Regions from separate parts of the Mus musculus genome. Here region 2 is linked to region 1. The links are chromatin contacts, called in public promoter capture Hi-C maps. All regions are on one chromosome and are shown on one strand. The core of a region is the stretch at or near the end of the contact, and the rest is flanking DNA. Distances in the headings are between cores, read along the strand shown. Region 1 holds the start of Ttc5 (tetratricopeptide repeat domain 5). Region 2 holds the start of Rnase10 (ribonuclease, RNase A family, 10 (non-active)).

Region 1 (6,004 bases), core at 1,102-3,601:
AAGAAAACAAGAAACAAAAGACAAACACTTTGGGGAGGAAAGGAAAGCCTCCAAATTGTCAGCCTTCAGGGGATGTCACAGCAAGGCTGGACCCTGGAGGCAGGAAATGAAGCAGGTCCAGGAGGACTGATGCTCACTGATCTGCTTTTCAGGCTGGTCAGCCCTGATGTTTTCCCTGCATGTACGTCTGTGTAAGGGTATTGGATCCCCTGGAGCCATGTGGGTGCTGGGAATTGAACCTGGGTCCTCTAGAAGAGCAGCCAGTGCTCTCTCAACCATTTAGCCATCTCTCCAGCCCCCATCAGCCTGCTTTCTTAAACAGTCCAGGACCATTTGCCCAAAGATGGTACTGCCCACAGCGGGCTGAACCCTCACACATCATCAATCATTAATAATAATAATTTTTTAAAAATGCTCACAGACCAAATGAGACATTTTCTCAATTGAGGTTCAGTCTTCTCAGATGATCCAATTTGTGTCAAGTTGAAAAAAAAAAAAAAAACAACTAACTAATCAGCACACTTCCTAGAGCAGCAGTTCTCCGCCCTGGGGGTGGAGACCTCTTGGAGATTGACCCCTCTCACAGGGGTCACATATCAGAGATTCTGCACATCAGATATTTACATTACTATTCAGAACAGGAGCAAAACTACAGTTATGAAGTAGCAACAAAAATAATGTTATAGTCCTGATCACCACAACATGAGGAATTATATTAAGGGGTCACAGCATTAGGAAGGTTGAGGACCGCTGACCTAAACCTAATTAGTGCCTTCCTCTCCTCCTCTCTAGTTAATCACACTTTTTTTTTTCCAAAATGCCTATCATTTTAAATGATATGGCCTATTCATTCATTACTTTCTGAAATGGCTGATGTAAGTTCCATAATGGAAAGAATTTCTTGTTGATTAGGGCTATACTTAATCACTAGAACAAGGGCTGGGTCATGATCAACTCACATTAAATACAGTGGTTAAATTAACTAATGTAGTGCCTATGTTATTAACAAATTCGTATGCATAAGTAAAGTCCTACCCTGATAAAAACAATAAGCTGACACCTTCTTTATAAGTATTTCTTAACTTTATGTATATTATTCCCAGGAAAAACAGGTCCTGAAGAGACTGGTTTCAGCACATATATAAAGTCAGCATGCTCTACTCTGTTCTATAATAATAATAAAATGGTCAACATGATCTGTGGAACACAATTTGTGGAATTTTTAAGAGAGTTCTAAGCAACAGTCACAGCCAGTTTCTTTTTGTCATGCAATGAGCATGGCTGTAAAGTTAAAGGAAAGTGTTATTGTTGTGTTTTAGTCGTTTTGATTTTGCTGAACAAACTTCTGTGGTGGCAACAGCAACACAAATGAGTTGTTAATGAATAGGAAAGTGTGAAAACAGGAAGTGATTCACGGCCACTCCAAATAGCCTCAAGGACAACACCATTCTGCATAACGTTTTGTATTTCTTTCCTATGCATACAAATGTACAAAGTGCATCCAAAGTCTCGCTGCCGATAGGATTAAAAATCTGACTTCTGCCAATCCCACTAAGGAATAGTTAACCAAAGTCCATGTTCTGAGTGTTCTTTTAACTCCCACAAGAAACAAAGAAACCTAATCAATGCTTTAAATTTTGTTAGATTTGGTGGCTCAGGCCTTTCATCTCACCACCTGCGAGGCAGAGACAAGTAGATCTTTAGGAGTTCGAGGCCAGCGTGGCCTGTAAAGCCAGTTCCAGGCGACCCTGATTCAAAACAACAAACAAAATTGCTAGAAGTGTATCTAGTTTAAATGCAAGGATGTCTTCGACCACAAACTAAGTTTCGGAGGCTTAAAGAAAATCTTAACTATTAAAAACAAAAATAAAAACGCATACTTGAAGGAAACTCCTCTCTGCCTTTCCACAATAGTCACCTGGGGAGTGGGTGGGGTTAAGAGATTAACTCGACAAATCCGAAAACCAACAACCAGGGCATCTGTTCTGCAGTCTATTTCTGAGTGTGGCCAAGTTCAATGCAGAAAGATGCTAAAGAAATGGCTGCTGCTGTGGAGCACAAACAACTCGGTTAACAGTCGGCAGCCACCTGCCACTCCGCGTACAAAGCTACTTGTTACCGAGGAAACCCGGTGGGCAGACTCCCTCCGGGCGCCCACCGAGCAGCCCTCAGCACCGGCTGAACCGCCGCACTCCGCCGCCCGGGCCCTGACCACTGCACTTCCTCCTTTCAGAGCAAGGAGCCAAAAGATTTTAACTCACAGCCTCACCTGCAATTTCTGCAAGACGTGCTTCGCTTCTTCCTCTTCATCAGCCATCATCCCAGCCGCTCTCAGCGTCTCCTCCCCCAACTTTTCAACCACAGAGACTCAGCCATGCCTACGCTGAAACCACAGCGACCCCTGGGGCTCCGGAGGCCCATCTGCGCCTCAGAGACACAGCTACAACCCAACTTAATCCAGAACTTGGTGTCTCAAAGATGCCCTAGAACTGCTTTGGGGTTTTGTTTTGCTTCTTTTTATTGCGACAGAATCTCACCCACCAAGTAGATCAGATTGGCCACGTAGATCAACGTGGCTATGTTGTCCAGGCTGGACTTTTGCCACAAACCCTCAAACTGGGATAACAAACACCTGCTGAGTTTGTGATCACTTTCGGTTTCATAAATAAATTTCCTAGTTTTATAATTCCCTTCCCAAATTCTGGAATCAAAATGTTCTTAAATTAATTCCATTCATTTTTTTGTTTTGTTTTGTATATTCTTGTCCTTTTTTACATCACTCTTAGAAAGCAAGGCCGACTATGAAAGTATGCATGTCAGGTGGTATTTGGAAGAGAACTCCCTGCAAGGGAACTTGTCTGAATATATACCAACTGAAGATATCTGCACGTGTAATTTTTAGCTTTTTAATGTATGATCCTAATAAGTCTACTATGTTTGAGGCTGGCATGCCACCATACTGTACATTAATAATGTTCTCATGTTTATTATTTCTGTAATAAACCATCTCTGAAGAGAGAAACAGGGATTGAGAACTGCAGGTGACTTGAGAAGTCTTCTCAGTGTATTTTCCATTTTTTACCTTGAACATGAATTGCCTATTCAAAAATGAAAAATTTAAACCTTCTGTTTGTTTGAGACAGAGTCTGATATATCCCAAGCTGGCCTGGAACTTGCTATGTAGCCAAAAATAACCTTGAATCCCTGATCTTCCTGCAACCACTTCCAAGTGCTTGGATTATAGACATTCGTTACCCCTGGTTTTTAAGTTTTGAGACACGGTCTCACTATGTAACCTCAATTGTCTGAAAGTCTGTATGTAGATCAGGCTGACCTCGAACTCAAGGAGTTCCTCCTGTCTCTGCCTTCTAAGTCCTGAGATTACAGACAGGCATCACCACATCCAACCACAATCTTAAAACTTTTAAAATTCCTTTGCTAAAAAAATTATCTCTGCAAAAAGACATTAAACACCTCCAAATGCTTCCAAAAAGACTGTGCAGCAGAGACAAAGAAAAAAAGTGATCATTTCCTGAAGTGGAAATTTCTGGAGACTCAGGTCATAATGCTTTGCTGGGGCAGACAGGTGAAAGGATGTTTGGCTGAAGCAGACACAGGTGAGAGGATGTTTAGCTGAAGCAGACACTTGAGAAAGAATATAAATATGATCCCACAGACAGTGAGTGGGACAAGGCTTGTGCTTTGGCTCATCTTGCACCTCGCTAGTCTCAGTTGATAGCGCTCTAGGCCTTGCACCACCTTGCTGATCTCTGCTTCTCACTGATCTTAACAGAGAGTAACTCACCCAAGAACTTCTCATGATATTCCGACGGCTTCTTGCCATTTCCACAGACTCCACACCGACCCAGCAGAGCCTCTCAGTTTATTCTGAATCCAGCTACAGCTGCTGAACTCGTATGTGGTGTCTGCTGAGTGGATGGAACTGCATCTGCTGATTGGTGTGTGGTAGTTTGCTAGTAGAGTGAACTGCTGATAATGCTGACAACAAAGATTGGAATCACCCAAAGAACTCTTTCTAAACTAAACAGGTCCACTTCCCGTGTCCTAATAACCTTTCTTTTGCATGACCTCTGGTGGGTGGGAGGCTAGAAGTGAAGTTAAAGAATTTAAGGACCCTTATTAAAGTACGTTTTGAAAAAAAAATCTAAGCCTACAATTCCCTCTGCTTTTTTTCATGCCTTTAAAAGAGCCCACAATGGGGCAGTCGAGATGGTGCAGTAGTTAAGAGCACTTGCTGCCTTTCCAGAGGATCCAGGTTCAGTTCCTAACACCCACATGGCAGACCACAACTGACTATAATTCCAGTTCTAAGCTATCTGACACACTTACACAGGCATACATGCATGCAGGCAAAAACACTAATGCACATAAGGTAAAAAAAAAAAAAAAGAAATCATAAAAAATGAAAAGCCTGACATGCAAATTAAAATTAACTTTTTTAAGAAACATAATATTCCTGACAGTTTATAATTAAATTTTTTTCAAATTTACCCTACTTATATTTCAAACTGTTCAAGATGCCTATTTCCTTATATTTTTCCAACAAAATTGAAAAATCTCATAGAAAGAATATTTCTTAAACTATAATCTAAAATCTTTTTACTAGCTATAAAATATGTATTTTCACTTATTGGTCTTGGTGTTAGGTGCTTCAGGGAGGTAGGCAATGCCATCAAGGGGCAATCATCTCAACCAAGCTTTCTGCCCTGTGCAGAAAGGCGACTAGGGAAGCAAGACTGGCAAGCCCCACACTGTGCCATGCAAGATGACAAGTCACTGTGTCTCTGTTGGTGCATCTTATCCCTGCTCCCAGAGGCACTGGCATGTCTCTGCTCCTGTCCCCAAGAAGCTCATGATTGCTGGCCAGTATTGATAACTGCTACCCATCAACCAGGGGCTGTACTTGCCACCATGGACAACTTTGCCAAGGCCACCATTGATGCCACCTTTAAGACCCACAGCTACTGTGGGTCTTGCCCCCACCATCCCCAACCTCTGGAAACAGACTGTCACCAAGTGTCCTTATCTGGCAAAATTCACTGACCATCTCCATAGTAAGCTCAGGCCTGAAAAATAATAATAATAATGTCTCCACAAAAACAAAGCTAGAAAGGTTAACTCCGTCTCACACTGGTGTATGTGGAGGGAAAACCCTTGGAATCCAGTTACTGTTCGCCCTCTAGTGGAACACTAATTGAATGTACTAACTAGGCACAATTACCCTATAAGTCAGAAATAGTACTTGATAAAGAAAAACTGTTTAAAAGCATTAATATACCTTCTTATAGTCAGCAGCACTAGTATAGGAATGGCTTGATAAGTTCTGATTAAAGTTGACCTTCACAAATCTTTCACCTAATCTGTAACCATGTTAATGTGCTTTGAGGTCATTTCTAAGTAGGAACCACTCGTACTTTATAGTCAACCTGTTCAGAATTGACTGAACCAAGAGAACACTGTAGAGTCAGTCTTACTACACTCTGGACCTCCAGTGCATCTCCGGGCTCACCTGAATTCACAGCCTTAGCAATGTTCTGTAAGCAAGGCCAGAAAAACAATTTTCTCCCTTATAAGATTTGCATAGAAGACTAAGCAAAAGCTACTTGGTCCTTTTTGGTTTGTATAGGTTCTTGAGACAGGGTTTCTCTGTGCAGCCCTGGCTGTCCTAGAATTCACTCTGTAGACCAGGCTGGCCTCAAACTTAGAAATCTGCTTGCCTCTGTCTCCTGAGATAAAAGTTGTACATCACCACCACTTGGGTCCTCATGACTATATTTGCTGTACAGCTCAATAAAGATGGCCTTTATTCAGCATTTTAGATTAGGTAATTAGAATGCTAGAGACCAAAGTCTTCACACTCTTGTGCACAGGGACACAGATAATTAAAAATAAAAATATGCCGGGTGGTGGTGGCTCACGCCTTTAATTCCAGCATTTTGGAAGCAGAGGCCGGCAGACTTCTGAGTTCAAGGCCAGCCTGGTC
Region 2 (6,004 bases), core at 1,416-3,915, 220 kb after region 1:
GAGACTACGGTACTGGATCTAGAGGAACAGGAGAGGATCTATCTATAGCCTCCATCCTTCCCTGGTAGGAGTCTAAAAAAAAATGACTACTAAACACCTTAAAAAGCTATTCACAGCTTGGCAGCATGGTGCATAGCACACACTATTAATCCAACCACTTTCTTGTTGGGCTTCAACTTCAAGAGCAAGGTGGTTGGTCACCCTCCCAACATTCACACTTTTTTTCTTCTCCTAGAAGAAGTAGAGGCTGTGAAATGTTTGGGACGGAGAGATTCAGTATTTATGGGAACTCCTCCCATAGATTTTATGGGTCTTTGAAGTTTCTTAAGCACCAGAATGAAGTGACTGTGGTATGTTTTGTTGTTTATATGTTATTACCCAAACTCCCTCAACACTACAGAAACTTCCAAAATTAGTCACATAGAAAGAACAAAGCAGTCCAGTGATCCCTCAAAAAGCCAAGTGGACCCAGGGCCCAAATAAGTAAGAACCCAAGATGGATGAATTGCACAGATTAGAAAGGGCCTCAATGACCGGGCATGGTGGCACATGCCTTTAATTCCAGCACTTGGGAGGCAGAGGCAGGTGGATTTCTGAGTTCGAGGCCAGCCTGGTCTACAAAGTGAGTTCCAGGACAGCCAGGGCTACAGAGAAACCCTGACTCGAAAAACCAAAAAAAAAAAAAAAAAAAAAAAAAAAAAAAGAGAAAGGGCTAACGAGTTATAAGGATGAATTATGATCAGGCTTATGTGAGTTCATTCTACAGATGTGAGTTGTTCCAATAACCAAGCCTGGCTTCATGGTCCCTTCCTGTAATCCCAGTACTGAGAGGCTGAGGTAAGAGAAATGACACAAATTCATGGCCAACCTGTGCTACACAGTGAGATTTTGTCTCCAAAACACCAAATAAGTAAATTAAATAACTTAAATTACTTATGCATTTGAGATCACTTCTCTTCTCAGGAGTAACCAACTGCTCTCTAGAGCCATGAGAAAAACAGCATAGACTAGAGCCAGTTATCACTCTCTTTATGCAGGTAGTATAAGATGTTGACACAAGACCACAGCTCTCATCTTGAAGGGGATAAAAGATAGCCATTTTGAGTGGTTGTGGGCCAGGAACACAGGTTTAGGTTAGCCCAAATTCCATGTTCCAATGTAGAAGCTGTTTTATGAACTTGGTAGTTTTATAGGATGATTAAGGCTGAAATCGAGGCAGATTTAAAATACATTGGTGGGTACCTCAGGGAGGCAGGGGCAGTGGAATGGGAGGAGCCGTTTTACAGGTGGAAGATGCTATCTGATGATATCCTGGGGCTGGTAGAAGCTAGTGCTCTGCTAAGTCAATAGATTCCAAAAGATTTCTGGTAGTCACAAGATGTTAGTTCCAACACAGATACAGGCAAGAAATGGCAGTTCTGGAAGGCTAGAACTAGTCCAAGATAAAGTAATAAGGTAAGTCTCTCCACAGTACTATACTTCTAACCAGTCAGTCTCTGCAGCCATAGCTTCTTTCTGGAGATTTTGTTCACAAAGACAAGGAGCAATGGGTGGCAGCTGGCAAAGCAGGAACCCATCCCCCGCCCTCCGTATTCTGCTAATCGCTGAACATCTCAAGGCTTCAAGTTTATTATAAAACTGGGGGAATAATTCTAACCTCCTCTGGTAAAGAAGTCCGGAAGGCCACATGAGGTCACTACTGTGCAAGTGAACTAAAATGTAAAACCATCTATCTGAATCCTCAGACCGCAGCAGCTCCTTCATGTGATTTACAAAGAAGGCCTTTTCCTTTACCTGAAGAAGACTTTGTGCCAGTCTTAATGCAGTTAGTTTAGCAGGGAGCAAGGTGAGGTTTTAGTCTCTACTTACACTTTTGTTGACCATTTGAGAATGAACTGTAGCTCAAAAGGCCAAAAACCAAACAAACAAAAGGAAAAACAAAAACAACCTCCCCCCCCCCCCAAAGCCTGTAGACAGCAGAACTCTGAGCTCACCACTTGGGTCTCCTGCATAATGACTACAGAAAGCATGCGTCTCGGGAGATGATCATCGTCATCATCTGGAGATGATCTGTGCCGTGCCTTATCAGTCCCAGATGCTCAGCCTTCAGCTGGAGAAAGGAACATCTATTGGACACGGTGACCTCACTGGTTTAGTTCACCACATGTAGGAGCTGATTGATGAGTTGTTCTGCTTTCATGTTCCTTTTCAAGAGCCAAATAACTACATTTACAAAATCTGGATTTTTTTTTCCCCACTGCAAATAATCAAATGAAGTCATGCTACCCTTGCAAAAATGTGAAAAGCAGTATTGGAAAGGTGCCGCAAACAAAAATAAAAACAAGACGCCAGATACTACCATTCCAGAAGTGATGGGAAAGGGCTGAAGGCAGTATGTGTAGAAAACAAGACAATCAGGCTTGGGACTCAGGCACAAGGTGAGACTGTTCTAAACCACAGGTCAGTGGGCGGAACTCAGAGTAGAACAGTTGATGGAATACAACTGTCTGCAGTTCTTCCAGGTAGAGGATACTTCCTGTCGTTTGCTTAAATTTCTTTACTTCAAAGTGTTTGTGGGAGCAGAAAGACACATTAGCTGAGTGTGTCCATTCTGTGCTGGGAAGGAAAGAAGGGGAGAGGCATGGGTTCAGGAGATCCGGCTGTGTTTAAAAGCCCTCAGCACACAAGGAGATAGCTACTTGTATGGAGAGCAGTTTCTGGGTACAGCTCACAGAGAAGGACGCTCTAGGAGAGCAGAACTGGGGACATAGGAAGAGCCAAGACTATCTAAAGCTGCTTACAAGTGTAGGTAAGCCACGTCAGGGTCGGGTACCTCAGAGAGCAAAGCCGGGGCCTCATGTATTCTAGGCAAGATCTCTAGCAGCTGAGCCACATCCACAGCCCATTCAGTTTCATTCTCTTGAAATTTCTTTCTCTCCTCTTCTTTAAAACAAAAACAAGCTCTGGCAAGTTTTTACTAAAGGAAATCTTTCCTGGTTTATCTCACCAGTCTGCTCTGGCAAGCTTCTAACAACGTCAGAGTCACTTGAGTCAATGACAGCCAGTGTGCACACTCTGCAGTATTTTCCACATGCTGTGCCAATGTAATGTTATTGCCACTGTAATGATGGATGCTAGTTTTTGGCCAAGATAAATTCTATGTGAGATTTCCTCAGCGCTGGGTGACTGTTGAGCAAGAAGGCCAACCGTGCCCTTCCCCGAGTCCTCGGCTTCAGAGTCTGCTCACACACAGCATGCACTTTCCACGTTTCATAACAAGTTTAACAATTTGGAGCCCAGAGCTGTTGACTGCAAAGACTGTAACTTCCTTTCAGCTACATCTTCCTGCCTTAGTTCTGGGATGGCCCCCAACCAAGAGCGGCTGCCAAAATAGCTGGAGCCTGAGAAAGCCGTACTGCATTTCTTCCCTAACCACAAATAGAAATACAAATGACAAGATGTAGCAGAGGCCTGGGCTGACTGCACATTTCTGCAGCTTTACTTTAGGAGTGAGAACGAACCCATTTCTCTTTCAGTTCATTTTTATTCCTTTTTGGGAAAAGGGTAATAATAACAAGCAAAATAAATCTGGGATAAAAATGGACACAATGCTTCCTAGAGCAAGGTTGTCTCTAAGAATTTCTCTGTACTCATTTGGCTTAGCTACTCTCTTTGGTGATTCGAGAATAATTTCTGTTTAAGAATCGGTGGGCGGGGGCTAGAGAGGATGGAGTGGCATCAAGTTTCCTCACTGATTACTCAGACAAGGACCAGCTTACAGTCACTTCTGTTAGCCACTTTCCAATCCTCAAGACCCACACAGGAATGGGGAATGTGAGGAGAAGGGGCAGAAGAAGTGTTCAAGAAAGAGATTCATTTCCTTAGGTAGGTGGAGTAACGGGGAGAATTCAGTGGAGTACTCAAGGTCTATTTTGCTGGCGTTGGCCAACCATGGCAGGGGCCAGAGTTTATCTCTACATCACGCCTTCATTTTCCTCTTCTTCTTCAGGCAAAATGAAGGTGACACTGGTGCATCTGTTGTTCATGATGTTGCTGCTGTTGCTAGGCCTAGGGCTGGGGCTGGGCCTGGGCCTTCACATGGCAGCTGCCGTCCTGGAGGATCAGCCACTGAATGAATTTTGGCCCAGTGACTCCCAGAATACTGAAGAGGGAGAGGGCATCTGGACCACAGAAGGTCTGGCACTTGGCTACAAAGAAATGGCACAACCTGTCTGGCCAGAAGAGGCTGTCCTCAGTGAAGATGAAGTGGGGGGAAGCAGGATGCTGAGGGCTGAGCCCCGCTTTCAGAGCAAACAAGACTACCTTAAGTTTGACTTGAGTGTCAGGGACTGTAATACCATGATGGCACACAAGATAAAGGAGCCTAATCAGAGCTGCATAAACCAGTACACGTTCATCCATGAGGACCCAAACACAGTCAAAGCTGTCTGTAACGGTTCCCTGGTTGACTGTGACCTCAAGGGGGGCAAATGTTACAAAAGTCCCCGGCCTTTTGATCTGACATTGTGCAAATTGGCCAAACCAGGCCAAGTCACTCCCAACTGTCACTATCTGACTTACATAACCGAAAAGGTCATTTTCATGACATGCAATGACAAGAAACAACTGGAGACTAAATGAAGCACCTTGTGCCTTTCCCTTCTCTTCGGCCCGTTGCCTCTCTTCTCTTGGATTTCCATTCACTGATGCTTCTGTCCCCTCCTTGGGTTTGCTAACTATAGAGAAGATCCTGGGAGGAGAGAATGGACCATCTCTGATTTTTGACTTCTGAAAATATAATTATTCTTTGTATTGGGGTGGGGAGGTGTCATTCAACTTGCATTTTTGTTCTGGGGGTCTGAAATGGCAAAGAATAATGCTTAGTTTCTCCTAGATATCTCTCACCTTCAATCCCTGTCCTACAAAGGCCAAACTCTAGACCCTACCTTAGCCATGGTCATCAGCTTGATCCCTGGATTGAGTACACCTTGGGTGTAGACTAGAAGAGTTTAATGCCTCCTTTATCTACCTCCTTCCCTGCTACTTACATAGGGACTCTACATGCTACCTACTTGTGGTAATCACAGACTTCTGGGCCCTATACAATGCAACACACTTCTCTGCTGCAGATGCAACTAAAGCCATTCAATCTAGGACTGTGTCTGGAAAGCCACGTGGCTAGGCTTCTTTTCCTGAGCCTGGAAAATCATAGAGCCTGCTGTGAGTTGGTGTAGGGCATAGGCCTGAAGATCAAACATGCCCTTCTCCCAGCCTTGAGCAGTCTAAATAGACCTTAAGTGTTTGCCACAGTTGGACCTTAATGACCCAGGTGGAGTCAATTTCCTACAGGAATACTGCTGGCTGAGCTTGCTTTACAATATAATCCAGCTGAAACAAAACAACTCAATCCAGCTGAAACAAAGGATGGGTCTGTTGGCTTTTCCTATATAAATGCAGTGTGCTGTGCTGACTATTAAACTTTGAGTCTTGATCAGAAACTTTGTCTTGGCTTCATCCATCTCTCACACCCCATCCTTTTTCATTTCCAGGCCCCCTTTCAGGTAGCCCAGTTCCTCCATGGCTGCTGGACAGCTACAGTCAAGTGCTTGAATAAGGACCCATCTTTCTCATCTTCCTACCCCTTTCCTCCTCTTCTCCTTTCACAACCTTCCTCTTTGCCTCCCTTTGTTTCTTTCCTGTCTGATACTTTTCTGTGTTCTTTTCTTTTACCTTTCTTTTTTGGGGGGGGGGGGTCCTCATTTCTCCAGATTTCTTTAGCCACTCAGTCAGCTAACATGTGGTATTGCAACTGTATTGGACAAGATGTTGGACCCATAGACTCAATCTGACATAGGGAGTTTGAAGGTAGATGGGGAGGAGGGGGGAGGGAAGGAAAGGGGGGATATATTTGGTTTTCAACTCAATTATATCCTAAATTAACTACAACCCAAGAAACTGGGTATATCTGTGAGGGGTTTTGCCCTGGCGGCTGTTATGCTAGTTC

The links. Promoter capture Hi-C pulls out the DNA fragments that hold promoters and counts their contacts.
Region 2: a promoter capture Hi-C map of liver shows a contact between it and region 1, with 2.1 times the contacts expected there. The contact joins the promoter of Rnase10 here to the promoter of Ttc5 in region 1. A contact is called at or near these places in 6 of 39 promoter capture datasets (the C10 cell line, hippocampal neurons, liver and 2 more), 5 of 484 Hi-C or Micro-C datasets (bone marrow-derived macrophages, cerebral cortex, extraembryonic endoderm stem cells and 2 more), 2 of 115 datasets of contacts at active chromatin or transcription factors (bone marrow-derived macrophages and microglia) and 3 of 9 other capture datasets (adipose tissue, liver and macrophages).

Annotation. Positions count from the first base shown.
Region 1 is chr14:50,783,169-50,789,172 of GRCm38.p6, forward strand. It overlaps Ttc5 (tetratricopeptide repeat domain 5), which reads right to left and starts at 2,352. Exons shown (of 10, transcript NM_001080949.2): 1 at 2,270-2,352. The coding sequence starts at 2,320.
Region 2 is chr14:51,005,264-51,011,267 of GRCm38.p6, forward strand. Rnase10 (ribonuclease, RNase A family, 10 (non-active)) reads left to right here and starts at 2,666. Exons shown (of 2, transcript NM_029145.3): 1 at 2,666-2,809; 2 at 4,010-5,495. The coding sequence starts at 2,704. The coding sequence ends at 4,641.